Regions from separate parts of the Mus musculus genome. Here all the other regions are linked to region 2. A link is a contact called in public Hi-C data. All regions are on one chromosome and are shown on one strand. The core of a region is the stretch at or near the end of the contact, and the rest is flanking DNA. Distances in the headings are between cores, read along the strand shown.

Evidence for each region. Hi-C and Micro-C count contacts between places; a contact is called where the count stands out from the background.
Region 1: a contact with region 2 is called in a Hi-C map of cerebellar granule neurons, with 2.9 times the contacts expected there. The contact joins two enhancer-like sites. A contact is called at or near these places in 2 of 484 Hi-C or Micro-C datasets (the N1E-115 cell line and cerebellar granule neurons) and 2 of 115 datasets of contacts at active chromatin or transcription factors (both in stem cell-derived neural progenitor cells).
Region 3: a contact with region 2 is called in a Hi-C map of cerebral cortex, with 4 times the contacts expected there. The contact joins two enhancer-like sites. A contact is called at or near these places in 5 of 484 Hi-C or Micro-C datasets (the N1E-115 cell line, brain, cerebral cortex and 2 more), 3 of 115 datasets of contacts at active chromatin or transcription factors (embryonic stem cells, extraembryonic endoderm stem cells and neural progenitor cells) and 1 of 9 other capture datasets (embryonic stem cells).
Region 4: a Hi-C map of cerebellar granule neurons shows a contact between it and region 2, with 5 times the contacts expected there. The contact joins two enhancer-like sites. A contact is called at or near these places in 2 of 15 datasets of contacts at CTCF or cohesin (embryonic stem cells and pro-B cells), 36 of 484 Hi-C or Micro-C datasets (the G1E-ER4 cell line, the HL-1 cell line, the N1E-115 cell line and 14 more), 8 of 115 datasets of contacts at active chromatin or transcription factors (embryonic stem cells and stem cell-derived neural progenitor cells) and 1 of 9 other capture datasets (embryonic stem cells).

Annotation. Positions count from the first base shown.
Region 1 is chr16:37,458,115-37,460,814 of GRCm38.p6, forward strand. No RefSeq gene overlaps it. Among named protein-coding and RNA genes, the nearest start is that of Stxbp5l, 75 kb to the left of the region's middle. Within about 2 kb of position 1,282, at least 3 of the 459 cell types and tissues checked have an H3K27ac peak or open chromatin away from gene starts, as enhancers often do. A contact at or near this core is called in cerebellar granule neurons, where this site is marked.
Region 2 is chr16:37,683,215-37,686,129 of GRCm38.p6, forward strand. Gm35833 (a long non-coding RNA gene) reads left to right here. Exons shown (of 3, transcript XR_876061.1): 2 at 94-293; 3 at 1,169-2,084. Among named protein-coding and RNA genes, the nearest start is that of Gm35833, 3.9 kb to the left of the region's middle. Within about 2 kb of position 1,652, at least 216 of the 459 cell types and tissues checked have an H3K27ac peak or open chromatin away from gene starts, as enhancers often do. A contact at or near this core is called in the N1E-115 cell line, Sertoli cells, brain and 5 more, where this site is marked.
Region 3 is chr16:37,506,431-37,509,425 of GRCm38.p6, forward strand. No RefSeq gene overlaps it. Among named protein-coding and RNA genes, the nearest start is that of Gtf2e1, 32 kb to the right of the region's middle. Within about 2 kb of position 1,336, at least 11 of the 459 cell types and tissues checked have an H3K27ac peak or open chromatin away from gene starts, as enhancers often do. A contact at or near this core is called in brain, cerebral cortex and cortical neurons, where this site is marked.
Region 4 is chr16:37,439,454-37,442,509 of GRCm38.p6, forward strand. No RefSeq gene overlaps it. Among named protein-coding and RNA genes, the nearest start is that of Stxbp5l, 56 kb to the left of the region's middle. Within about 2 kb of position 1,273, at least 66 of the 459 cell types and tissues checked have an H3K27ac peak or open chromatin away from gene starts, as enhancers often do. A contact at or near this core is called in the N1E-115 cell line, Sertoli cells, cerebellar granule neurons and 3 more, where this site is marked.

The DNA.
Region 1 (2,700 bases), core at 32-2,531, 230 kb before region 2:
AGTGAATCTCAAGAGCCAAAGTGGTGACTTCTCCTCTCAGGAAAGAGAAGATTCTAGAGGCAGATTTTAACAACACTGAGTTCCAAATTCTCCTTAAAGACGTGTCAAGACCATGAGCGTAACTTGAATAAAATATAATGCTTTGGGTTCTGAGAATCTGAGATTTGTTTGTTTGCTTGTTTGTTTGTTTGTTTGTTTGTTTGTTTTTCCTGACAGAAACCAATGTGGTAGTGATAAGACTGACTAAGTGAGTGACAAGAAGCCCACACACACACACACACTGGTAATAAAACTTGGGTACAATGGGACCCTTCTCTCTGTGGCTTTTGTGCAAATAAAATATCTCTTTTTTAAATAATGCTCATTAACATCATTAATCCATTGATACCCTTGAAATGTTAGACATCTTTAGTCCAGGAGAATAAGAAGTTGGAGAGATTTGATTTTCACTTAGCAAACTGCTGGGTTACAAACCCACATCTTCATGCTTTAAGGACCTTTTAAAAGACTTTGGCTAAGAGTTTGATGGTCTTTGATATCTTTTTGAACTAAAGGTCATGTCCTCATTTTAAAAGCAAGACCCAGAGAAGTCCTATTTGCATCGGAAGTCCATAGACAAGAGTTTACAAAAACATATTACTGGCATCCTAGTCACTAGCTCAGCTTGAACATATGCTATCAGTTCCTTTTATAGAATCATAAAAAAAAAAAGTCACACTGGAACTTTGGGTGAAGCTTAAAGTACAAACCTAGGACAGCAATGCCCTCATGATTGAATTTGAAGTTCAATGGAGGATTTCAGTAGCTTTGAAATAATTCATTTCATTTGATTTTTAAGGATCCCCCCCCCACAGGACTAGAGATTGAAAAAATATTAAAACTGAGCCATCTTTTGCAGATTAATTTGGCTGGAGGTTTTAATGTCTTAATTTGCAATGGCTGAGATCCAACACAAGGGAGACAGTCTTCAAAGGCTAATGCTGGCCTGAACTGGTAGGTTTGATTACCAGGCAGGTGCGACACAAATGCAATTTGAGTCTCCATCTGTGAAATTCATCTTATATTAATATGACTCTGAAGCAAGCCAACACAGCTAAAGAAAAAGAACACATTCTTGGGGATCAGAAGAATGGTTTTAAATGCAGCGCAATTGCTTGACATGTACAACCTCAAATCATCAATGTATCTTTTTTAAGCCTCAGGCTTTTCTTTCTATTTTTATTAGAGAGGGGGTAGGGTCTTACTCCATAGTCCAGGCTGGCCTCCAATTCATGATCCCAACTGTTCAGCTTCACGGATGCCAGGTCTACAGGCATAAACCAATACATTCAGACTCAAGCCTTAGATATTTTTATGTGAAAAAAAAATGGGAGGGGAAAGAGTCTAGGTGAAGGGGCCTTTATAAAAAGACTTAGAGATAAAAGTGACACACTACCCCAGCTTTCTAGGACAAAGAATATATATTAAAATAACAAAAGATAGTGAAGGTGGCATGGATAGACTTAAATAAACAGAGTGAGAATAATGATGTAAACTCAACTCAGTGGGCAGCTGGTCCCCAGAACAACACAGGGGAGACATACATGACAGATCGCCAAGGATAGTAGCAGAGCGCATGTAAGAGTGAAGTTCCTCGAGTCAGACAAAACACTCTGTCTTCAAGAAGTCTGTTGTAGTCATTAGTACTGAGTATGTGACATGTACTCAAGAAATAATGACAGAAAATACACAGAGGAGAAAAAAACATGCGCGTGCACACACACACACACACACACACACACACATGCATGCACACATGTACACATACATACTCTTAAGAGTAAGTAAAGATAATGATGTAATATATAGTGGGCGGGGAGATTGGGAAAAGTTTCTGAGACGTTGAGTTAGAGGATAATGATGGCCATCTGTTGAAAGACAACAACTGAGCTTTTGGTGATTGGTGCTGGTGATCTGGGGATAATGGCATTTAAAAATTAAGTATGGTGGTTACTCAAAGCCATTGGAACAGAGAAGAACATAGGGTGTATTAACCAAAATTTAAGCTGGAATGTTAAGAGAATTAGATATGATAATGAATTTACTGTACTTAACACAGGGACTTCTATAGAACAAAAAAAAATCAGCATATTGTATTTTTAAGAATAGGAGCTGGGAGTCTGGCAGTGGTGGCATTTGCCTTTAATCCCAGTACTTGTGGGGCAGAGGTAGGCAGATCTCTGAGGTCAAGGCCACTCTGGTCTACAAACTGGGTTCTAAGACAGCCAAGGCTATGCTGAGAAACCCTGTCTCAAAAAACAAACAGCAGAAGGGGGGAGGAGGAAGGGAGCGGGGAGGGGGAGAAGGAGGAGGAGGAGGAGGAGGAAGAGGAGGGGGAGGTGGAGGGGGAGGAGGAGGAGGGGGAGGGGAGGAAGGGGAGGGGGAGGAGGAGGGGGAGGAGGGGGAGGGGGAGGAGGAGGAGGAGGAGGAGAAGACCTGGGAAGCCAGTCATGGGATGTATAACCTACTATAACCCAGCACCTGAAAGGCTGAGGCAAAAGAATCCTGAGTTCAAAGCTAGCCTGCACAATACACAAACTCAAGGGCAGTCTGAGCCACATAGAAATACCTTGTCTCAGAAACCAAACAAACAAACAAAAAACCCACAAGAATATAGACTGGGGATATAGTTCAGTGACAGAGAGCTTGCAAGCATTCAAG
Region 2 (2,915 bases), core at 402-2,901:
ATCCCTGCAGAGTGTCAGATGTGTTGGGATCCCACGAACACATGACAACACTTTTCTTTTTTTTCTCCTCCTACATCAACACCCTGCAAGCAGACCCAGAGCACAAAGTCAGCCCTGGAAAGAAGAGGAGCCAGTGTCAACCAGCTGGATGGTGAGAGGAAAACGTGGAGGTTGGCAGAAGGACAAAGGAAAGGCGGCTACCTCGTCCTGAGGGAACGAAAGAGCAAGTGGCCATTTCCGGAGAGCTGCACTGCTCCCTGCAAGGCTGTGAACCAATGGTGGTTTGCCTTCAGGTTAACAAAAGAAAAGGAATCCTTTGGATGTTTGCCCAGAGCCTTTGAAAATAACCTCATGCTACCACCCTGAACAATGTTTTAGGGACATTTAGGGACCCTGAAAGAGGCATAGCTCTTTTATGAAAGGAAAGTTGCTTGTTTTGTTTTGAGACTGGTTCTCACTTTGCAGACCAGGCTGGCCTCTGCCACTGTGCCTCTCCCGGTAAATTGCTAATTTGTGAAGAGGAGGTTTTGAAGAGAAGGGGAGGGGGCATAAGACGGTCCATTCGGGGGGAACAAGCATCCTAGTCACACATCTGAAAATCTGCCCCTCCTTCACGTGATGCTCATACCCTCTGCCTATTGCCCAGGGGTCTCCCTTGCTAACCCAGGACCACTCCCCACGGGTGTGGCTGCTCCAGTCAACAGCTGCTAGCTCCTATATTCTGTTCCTGTTGCTTCAACGCTGGAGGTCCTTCTTTGTCTCTCCCTCAACCGCTGCCTCTGGACTTGGCATTTCTCATACAGAAGGCTAGCCTTTGTGTCCTTTAGGAAGGACAGGGCTTCTACCTTGTTTAATATCAACCTTAAGGAGAGGAGACGAGAGAAGAGGGGGAGAGGCCGGGAAGGAGGGGGAGACAGAGACAAAGAGGGGGAGGGGAGAGAAAGGAAGAGATAATGAGGAGAGGGAAGAAGGAAGGGAGGAAAGGAGGGAGGAGAGACAGACAGACACACACACACACACACAGAGAGAGAGAGAGGGGGGAGAGGGAGAGGGAGAGAGAGAGAGAGAGAGAGAGAGAGAGAGAGAGAGAGAGAGAGAGAGATTTTTTCTTCTGTCTTTCAGAGAACATTCTGCTCTTGCTGTTCTCAGTTCTTCCTGTCTTTTGCAGAGCTTAAGACCGAGGGGAGAGGGAAGGAAAGGAGAGCCGGGTGCGTCTTCGCTGCTATGGAGTTGGATGGCTTATTTTGGATGGCTTCCTATCTAGACCCGGCAGGCCCGCCCCCTAAGCAAAGAGGCCTTGTTTAATGCCAGCGTCACATTTGAGGCAAGAAGATGAAAGTTCAGAAAAAGTCCCCCTTTTTAGGAATTTTTGCAGCACTTTTATTTGCGTGACACATATTAAAAAAAAAAAAAAAAAGTCTGTTCGGCTACCCTCCTGCATGCCCTCCCATTAGCATGGCCCCTTCATAACTGCCTCCTCTGGGCCTTGGGACCTTGGCAATCAGTCAGGGCATTTAAGCTCTGGCATTAGGCAGCAGGATTTGGAAAAGCCAAGACCTTGGGAAAGAAAATAAAAGTCTTAAGTGGTCAAAGCTGGGGTTACGTAATCCTATTTCTCTTGGGATCCAGATGGTAACGTTCTTCAGGGCAGCCAGTAGGGGGAGCTCAGGACGTTTATCAGAACTCCAGCGATCCGATGGTCAGGAGCCAAGTCAAGGCACAAATAAAACAATGAACCTTTGTGGTTTCTCTTCAGCTCTTAATCCCGAGAGGCTTCAACCCGGACAGCCTGATTCCCACCCTGAAGGACCCAGCGACCTTCTCCCAGGACGCCTTAATAGGTTTTCCGGAGTCTGTAGACTCAAATCCCCCGCCCCCTCCTCCTAAGTCTCTCATCGGTTTCCCAGGCTCTTGTGGGCTCCGTGCCTTTCTTTTGTCTTCCTGACTTTCTTGTGTCTAAGTTTCTTTCTTGTTTCTCTTCACTATCCTCGAGTCACTAGTAAAACCTACGAAAAATGCAAGGGGGTGAGCCCACCCCCAGACAAATACATCAAAGCCCCGCACTTTGAATAAAATCTAAAACACGCTGGTAAGCAAAAATGGCGAAGTCCGCCACCACGTGGCCGTGAGGTCGCATCTTTCAAGTCCTTGTCTTTGCATAAGCGGCCCTTTGCTACCCCACAGTGACTTCGGTCTGTCTCTTAACTTCCAGGACTGGGTCTCCTGGGTATTTTAGAGAAGGCACTGTCAGCTTAAAGCGGATAACTCCAGTTGTGGGGTTTCTGATTTTTGAACAACAGTCTCCTGAACAGTTCCAGAGCACAATGGAATTTTTAGAGTTAGGGACTGCTGTGATCCAGATAAGAAGTGGAAAAGCAGTTTTGCTCTCTGCCTAACTCTCCCTTGATCTGTGAGGTTCAGGTTCTCTGGGTGTGGGGGGGCCAGAACTTTTTCCTTTTCATTTGTTTTGAGATAAGGCCTCATATAGCCCAGGTTGGCTTGAACTCACTGTGTATCCAAGGCTATCCTTGCATTTCTGATTTTTCTGCCTTCTCCTAAGTGCTAGGATTAAAGGCATGTACCACACCCCAGGCCAAGTACCTACCTTTATTTACAGAACATTTCTCTTGGGGAACCTTGTATTTCTCTTCAAACTTGCAATTACTTGTGTGTGTGTGTGTGTGTGTGTGTGTGTGTGTGTGTGTGTATCTTTGAAGAAAATAGAGATTACATTCTCTTCCTGGGCTTTTAGACCCTAGGGAATCTAGAAAACATGGCTAAGCATGTTTGTAAAATGCCGGAAGATTGTATGCCAGTCAACTAGCAGAAGCTGCTTGGCCTGAAGCTCAAAGAGGCACTGAGGAGGCATGCTCTCTCTCAAATCTGATGCTGTGGTGGTGTGACTATTGTAGCCT
Region 3 (2,995 bases), core at 86-2,585, 180 kb before region 2:
AACATAAGACAGACGAACACACTTTTTGCCTATTTCTCTTATGATTCTATGTTATATAAATAACTAAAAAAAAAAAAAAAAAAAAAAAGAAGAAGAAGAAAGTGTAAGGGTAGGCCCAGTCATTAATACAGGAGGTCGCATAAACCATCATACAATATTTTAAAATCCTATACAGCTCTAATGTTTACAAAACTGAATGACAGTGTGTATAATCCCATTTACATAGAAGATGGATGGACTGATAAGCACACTCTCAACAATGGTTCTCTCAGAATAGTGAAATGAGGGTGGTCTGAGGAGTTCTCAGATTTTACTATATATATATATATATGTTCCTAGTTGGGTGATTTTTAAAGCATCAGATACATTTATGTAACAATGAGACGAGACAACCATCTTGTATGTCTTCACATGATTCAGGAACCTGGTGCTTGTCCTCTTCCTAGCTTAATCTCACAGACTTATTTACATCGGGTAGGCGATAATGTACTTTCGTATGATGGGAACCGTGGGCTGACTGCTGAAACTGGGGCATGCACTAGGCCTGGCAGCTTTCTAAGGGAATTGGAAAGGCTGCGTCTGGTTCTCAGGACATAAAGCGCATTCTGAAGAGGCCGGTTTATCTGCTCCTGCACTTAAAGGTGCGCAGGAAGCACTTCATCCCTTTAGCTCTCCAAAGGAAGATTTCATTATCTTCCCCTTTCTCAACCCACTTTGGCTTGTCAGGTCTTAAGAGTGTCTGCATTAATCCTGTTCAGTTTATTTTCTCTTATGGCAGGGTTTAAAACACACACACACACACACACACACACACACACACACACACACACACAATTACCACAGTTCCGGCTTCTTTCTAAAGTCTTCATTTTCTGGGAGGGAATTTCAAGCTATTAAAAAAGTGACAGCAACTGAGCTATTAAAGGCAACACAGCTTTGATGAAGACAGAGCACAAAATAAATACAAAGAGAGCCATGCCGACCTCAAGAATCTGAAGGCTTTCTCTTTATTCCCAGTGAGGGGGACCCAGCCCAAGGCCTTGTACCACGGAGCTCTTCTGAGCACGGAGTGCCACTCCCAGGCCTCATAGGACTTTTGGTAGTTGAGAATAAGAAACTGTTATTTTATACCTCCTTTTTTACAACTTGGGAATAAAAATGAAAAAAAGAAGAAGAAGAAGAAAAAAAAGCTCCACATCTAATCATTTTTCCTGTGGTCCTGGCTAGAAATCTAGGCATGGGGCCAACAGAACGAAGTGAACTCGCCTTTGCTGTTCTCATCACCCGCTGGTACCCAGCCTCTTAGAATACCTACAATTATAAAATACTCAATTATTCCTCCCTTAGTCATGTAGATGACTAGAGCTAAATACCACAGTGAGATGGGGAAACAAAAGCCCAATTCGCTGCCATTCTTTTTGTGACCTGTGACACTGCCAATTCCAAATCTGCCTTCTACCTTAGTCTCTCAATTAAAACGCCCCATGCCTGGTTTTGACTTCCTTTAGCAAGTCACAAAGCATTTTTTGTTGGTGGTGCTTGGCTTTATTTTAAAAATGTGACCACTTGCCTCCATAAAATATTGGCTAAAATAAACCTGGGGACCCTAGCACAAACATTCCATACCTAGATGTTGAGAAAGCGGCCAGGAAATGTTACACTAGATAAGAGCATCAGAGGTAATAGTGTCTGTCTGATCAGCTAGTGTGGGACTAGTACCTGGTCCCCTGACTTCTCCTGGGATGTGCTCAATGGATTTTTAAAGGTCATTTAAATGTAATATCCCTTAAGGTGTTTTGTGGGAGGGGATGGAGGGTGGGGAAGAAGAGGCTTCAAAATAAACAAAAAGCACTGACTTCAAGGGCAACACAGACTCGCAGACACAGCTGGGCAGCCCCAGAGCTACAGTAGCTTGCTGCCTGGGGTTTTGGAGAAATGGTATAAGTGAAAGTGATTCATATCCAGGGATATATTCTAGTGAGACAAACCAATGACTGCCTGAAGGAAAAAAGAAGCCATGGTTAACCTCCCATGCTGGCTCCTAGAGACAGGGAGATGGCGCCTTGGTTAGGGAGCCATCTTGACAGGCCCTGCCTTTGCCTGTAGAAGCTACAACTATTTGGAAAGACAGCTATTTGAAAGGAACAGGAAGATATTAGAACACGAAAACTTTCCAAGGCCTTTGGGGGTGGAAAAAGGGATGACATGGAAAAGAAAAGAAAAGAAAAGAAAAGAAAAGAAAAGAAAAGAAAAGAAAAGAAAAGAAAAGAAAAGAAAAGAAAAGAAAAGAAAAGAAAAGAAAAGGGGAAGCTGAAATTTTAGTCAAATTTCATGGCAAAATCCCAGAGAACAGCTGGGAGATTCTTACAGAAAAGGAGATAAACTATTGATGCCTACCCCCACCCCCCCCACCCCCGCCCCAAGACTGCTATTAAAGGTACTAGGGAGAATCCATTCGGGTGGTGTAGACCCTTGCTTCTCTCCCTACAAAGGAGCAGTAGTTTCCCAAAGAAATGCTACTAGAAGTCGTCTTCTAGGTTGAGGTCCATTAAAATCATAAGAACAGTGGCAAATCTGGGCTATGTGGGCAGCTCAAACAAGAGAGCCAACAAAATTAGGGAAACTGCTCCCTGCCTGTCCCCTGCTGTACACAGTGGGCAGTGGTACCCTGGGACCCCTCTTTACACTGTCACTGCATGCAGTTACCACCTTTGGGAATAGATCTGCCCCTGCTAGAGCTTCCAAGGCTAACTATTGGCACTGCTTCCATTTTTGGTTTTCCTGTCACTAACTAGGCTTCCCATAACAAGTTACTGAGCAGCTTGAGACAAGCATACCTGTCTGATAAAATAAGAGCAAGCTCTCCTGAGGTTTGTTACACGTGTTACTGAAATACAGAGGCAACAGTCAAAACCCTATATATTAAATTTTACTGTTGTATTATTTTAATTTGATTAACCTGGGATTCAAATATAAAAAGAATACACCTAGTAAC
Region 4 (3,056 bases), core at 23-2,522, 240 kb before region 2:
AAAGCCCCTTCCAATTCTGAAGTAACTTCTATCTGAAGAAAAGCCCTAAAATGATCCCAAGGTACTTTTATGCCATCTCTCTTCAGAGAACTGGAAAATAAACTTGTGTGCTGGAAAGGTTCCCTGTTACATATTATCATTTCATTTCAAAGTAGCTCTCAGTCTTGACTATTAGATTAGATTTTCCCAGGCTGACTTCAATGAAACCAATATATCCCAGACCAATTAAACCAGAATTTCTAAGAATAGGGCCTAAGGAGATTTTCTTTTTCAAGCTCCCAGATGATTCCAGTGTGAAGGCTGTGTTGAAAACCACTGGCTCAGGGCTTGTTTCGTTTCTAGCCTCAATGCAGAATTTAACTATAACTCCCAGACTTCTCTAGATTAGACTCAGGACTACTTAACAGTTCTATTGACCTTCATTGAGAGATATATCTCTTCCTGTTCTGGCTTATCTCTGTTGTGGAGTGTCCCTGATTTCTCTCAATGTTCATCTCCCTGATGAACATTGAGAGGTGTTCCTTCCTCTCTGGCTCATGGCCTCAGGTTAAGAAACAAGTTTCAGTCAAGTGAGTCTAAGGGAAAGTTATGCATTCTGTCCCACTAGATCATCATTTCTACAACTAAGGGGTCATTGAATAGGAATGGTCCACATAGAGCCATGTGTTTTGAATGCATGGTCACAGAGAGTGGCACATTTAGGAGGTGTGGACTTATTGGAGAAGGTGTGGCCTTGTTGGAGGAAGTGTGTCACTGTGGGGGTGGGTTGTGAAGTCTCCTATGCTCAGGTTCCACCTAATGTGGAATGAGAGCCTCCTCCTGCTGCCTATGGATCAAGATGTAGAAGTCTCCTCCAGCACCAGGTCTGCCTGCACTCTGCTGTGCTTCCCACTATGATGATAATGGACTAAACCTCTGAAACTATAAATCAGCTCCAAACTAAAACTAAATTTTGCCTTTATAAGAGTTGCCTTGGTCATGGAGTCTCTTCACAGCCATGAAACCATAACAAAAGCAGGGTCCCTTTGGCTTTAAGATGTAGCCTTCACCAAATTTAAGCTTCTTCCTTAGAGCTGGGTCTTTGTAGTTCCTTCTTTATGTCTGGCCTGCTCTCCAGCCCCATCTCTCCGTGAGCTGTTTTGGGAGAGGAAGAAGGGAGCTGAGAACATGTGAGCACAGAGAGAGAAGGCTTTCAGGTTAAGAGGAGATAGACATACACCGCGCACCGCTGAAACACAAGACTTGGTTTCAGTTCTGCCTTTTCCCTGATTGGAGGAGACTGTGGGTATGGTGACTGGACAGGCTCGAAAAGACTGAGCTGATCGGCCTGCCCTCGGGTCAGCAGCAGAATGGAGAACGGAGGAATCTCGTGACTCAGAGGTCTTAGAGGCAGTGAAGGAGAGATGAGGCTCAGAGCAGGTAAGCGTGCCAGTGTCGCAGTCTACTGACTCAGGCAGAGCCGATTTCTCCTCAAATTAACCAGCTAACGCCTGTGGATGAAGCAGCCCACACAAGTGTTGGCTCTAGCCAAGCTGCTCATTTGTCAGCACTGAAGTGACATCATGTAAATTCCCAGGCAGATGCCAAACTTGAGGAAAATCATGAATCACTCCGTCTGTTGGCAGACACAGCTGCCGGATGACCTCTAAGGCCCTTTCTGGCTTTTTTTTTTTTTTCTTCTTCTTTTTTTAAGTAACTTTGAGAATTTGCACACTGTGTTTTGATCAGATTTATGTTCTCCCCAACTCCTCTTAGATCCATCCCTTCTTCCTTACCCACTCAACCGTATATTCTTTATTTTTTTTAACCCATCAACTACATTCGTTCTGTCTACATACTCTTGGTCGTATGGCTTTCTATTGGAGAGTATTGATCTACCAAGAGGCACATATGCAAAGAAAACGCTCCATTAGCCAGACACTTTCAGTTGTCAATAACACCTCCACTGGGGGCGAGACTTCCTGTCTACCTCACCCCTTCATGATGGGGTTCTTTTTGGCTTGAACTTGTGACAACCTTGCGTGTGCTGTCACAACTGCTGTGAGTTCATATGCACAACAGCCCTGCAATGTCCAGAAGAAACTGTTTCCTTAAAGTCATCCACAGCCTCTGGCTCTTATAATCTCTCTGCCTCTTCTTCTGCAATGATTCCTAAACCTTAGGAGGAAGAAGAACATAGATGTCCCATTTTGGACTTATAATTCTAATCTTCTATTCTCTGCACTTTAATTTCTTGGTCTCTGTGTGAGTCACTACCTACTCCAAAAGATTTTCTGACACAGACTGAAAGATGTGCTAATTATATTATATTATGGGTATGATGATAAGTCCCCAGAAGTCTGTTGAATACTGTGCCCATTTAGCAAAGTAATAGTAGCAGAATCTCCCCTAGGGCCTATGACCTTTCCAGGTACCCGTTCTTGACCCTGATAACAATGCCAGCTATGGAATTGTGGAACAGGCCTTAATTCAAGTCAGAAAGCAGTCGGCTATTCCTGTACCATTTATGCCACTCTTGCCCCAGTGGGCATGTCTTGCCAGGCTGATCATTACTGGTTCAAAAGGTTCACAGCTGGATCTGGATAAGACTGATATAATTTTCTCTTCCAGTAGTGTGCATAGAACTTTCTAGCCCTATGAAAGGGAGCCAGTAGGCATGAACCTTACAGGTAAACACCAAGATTCCTCTGTGTTCTATGACTTAAGTATGTGATGTCTTCAACAGTAGGGCATTATCTTTAACTTCAGGTGTGTGTTCCATTTATAATACTCAGAAAGGTCAGTAAATCAGTAAGGAGCCATGTGTTGAAGATCCCAAGAGAGAGGAGATAGAATACAGTCCTGTGAGTGAGTCAAGGAAAATAATGCAGCAGCAAATGCTAAATTGGGGGGGGGGGGGATATGGAGGTGGAATATGAAAGCCTACTACATGCACACATATAAAAAGAGTTCAAACAGAACTAACCTCTAATGGGCCAATAAAACCCTTCTAGACCCCAGAGGCTGACAAATGAAAATCCCAGTGCCCATAATGGGTTACCTCTCTTGGAGTTGTT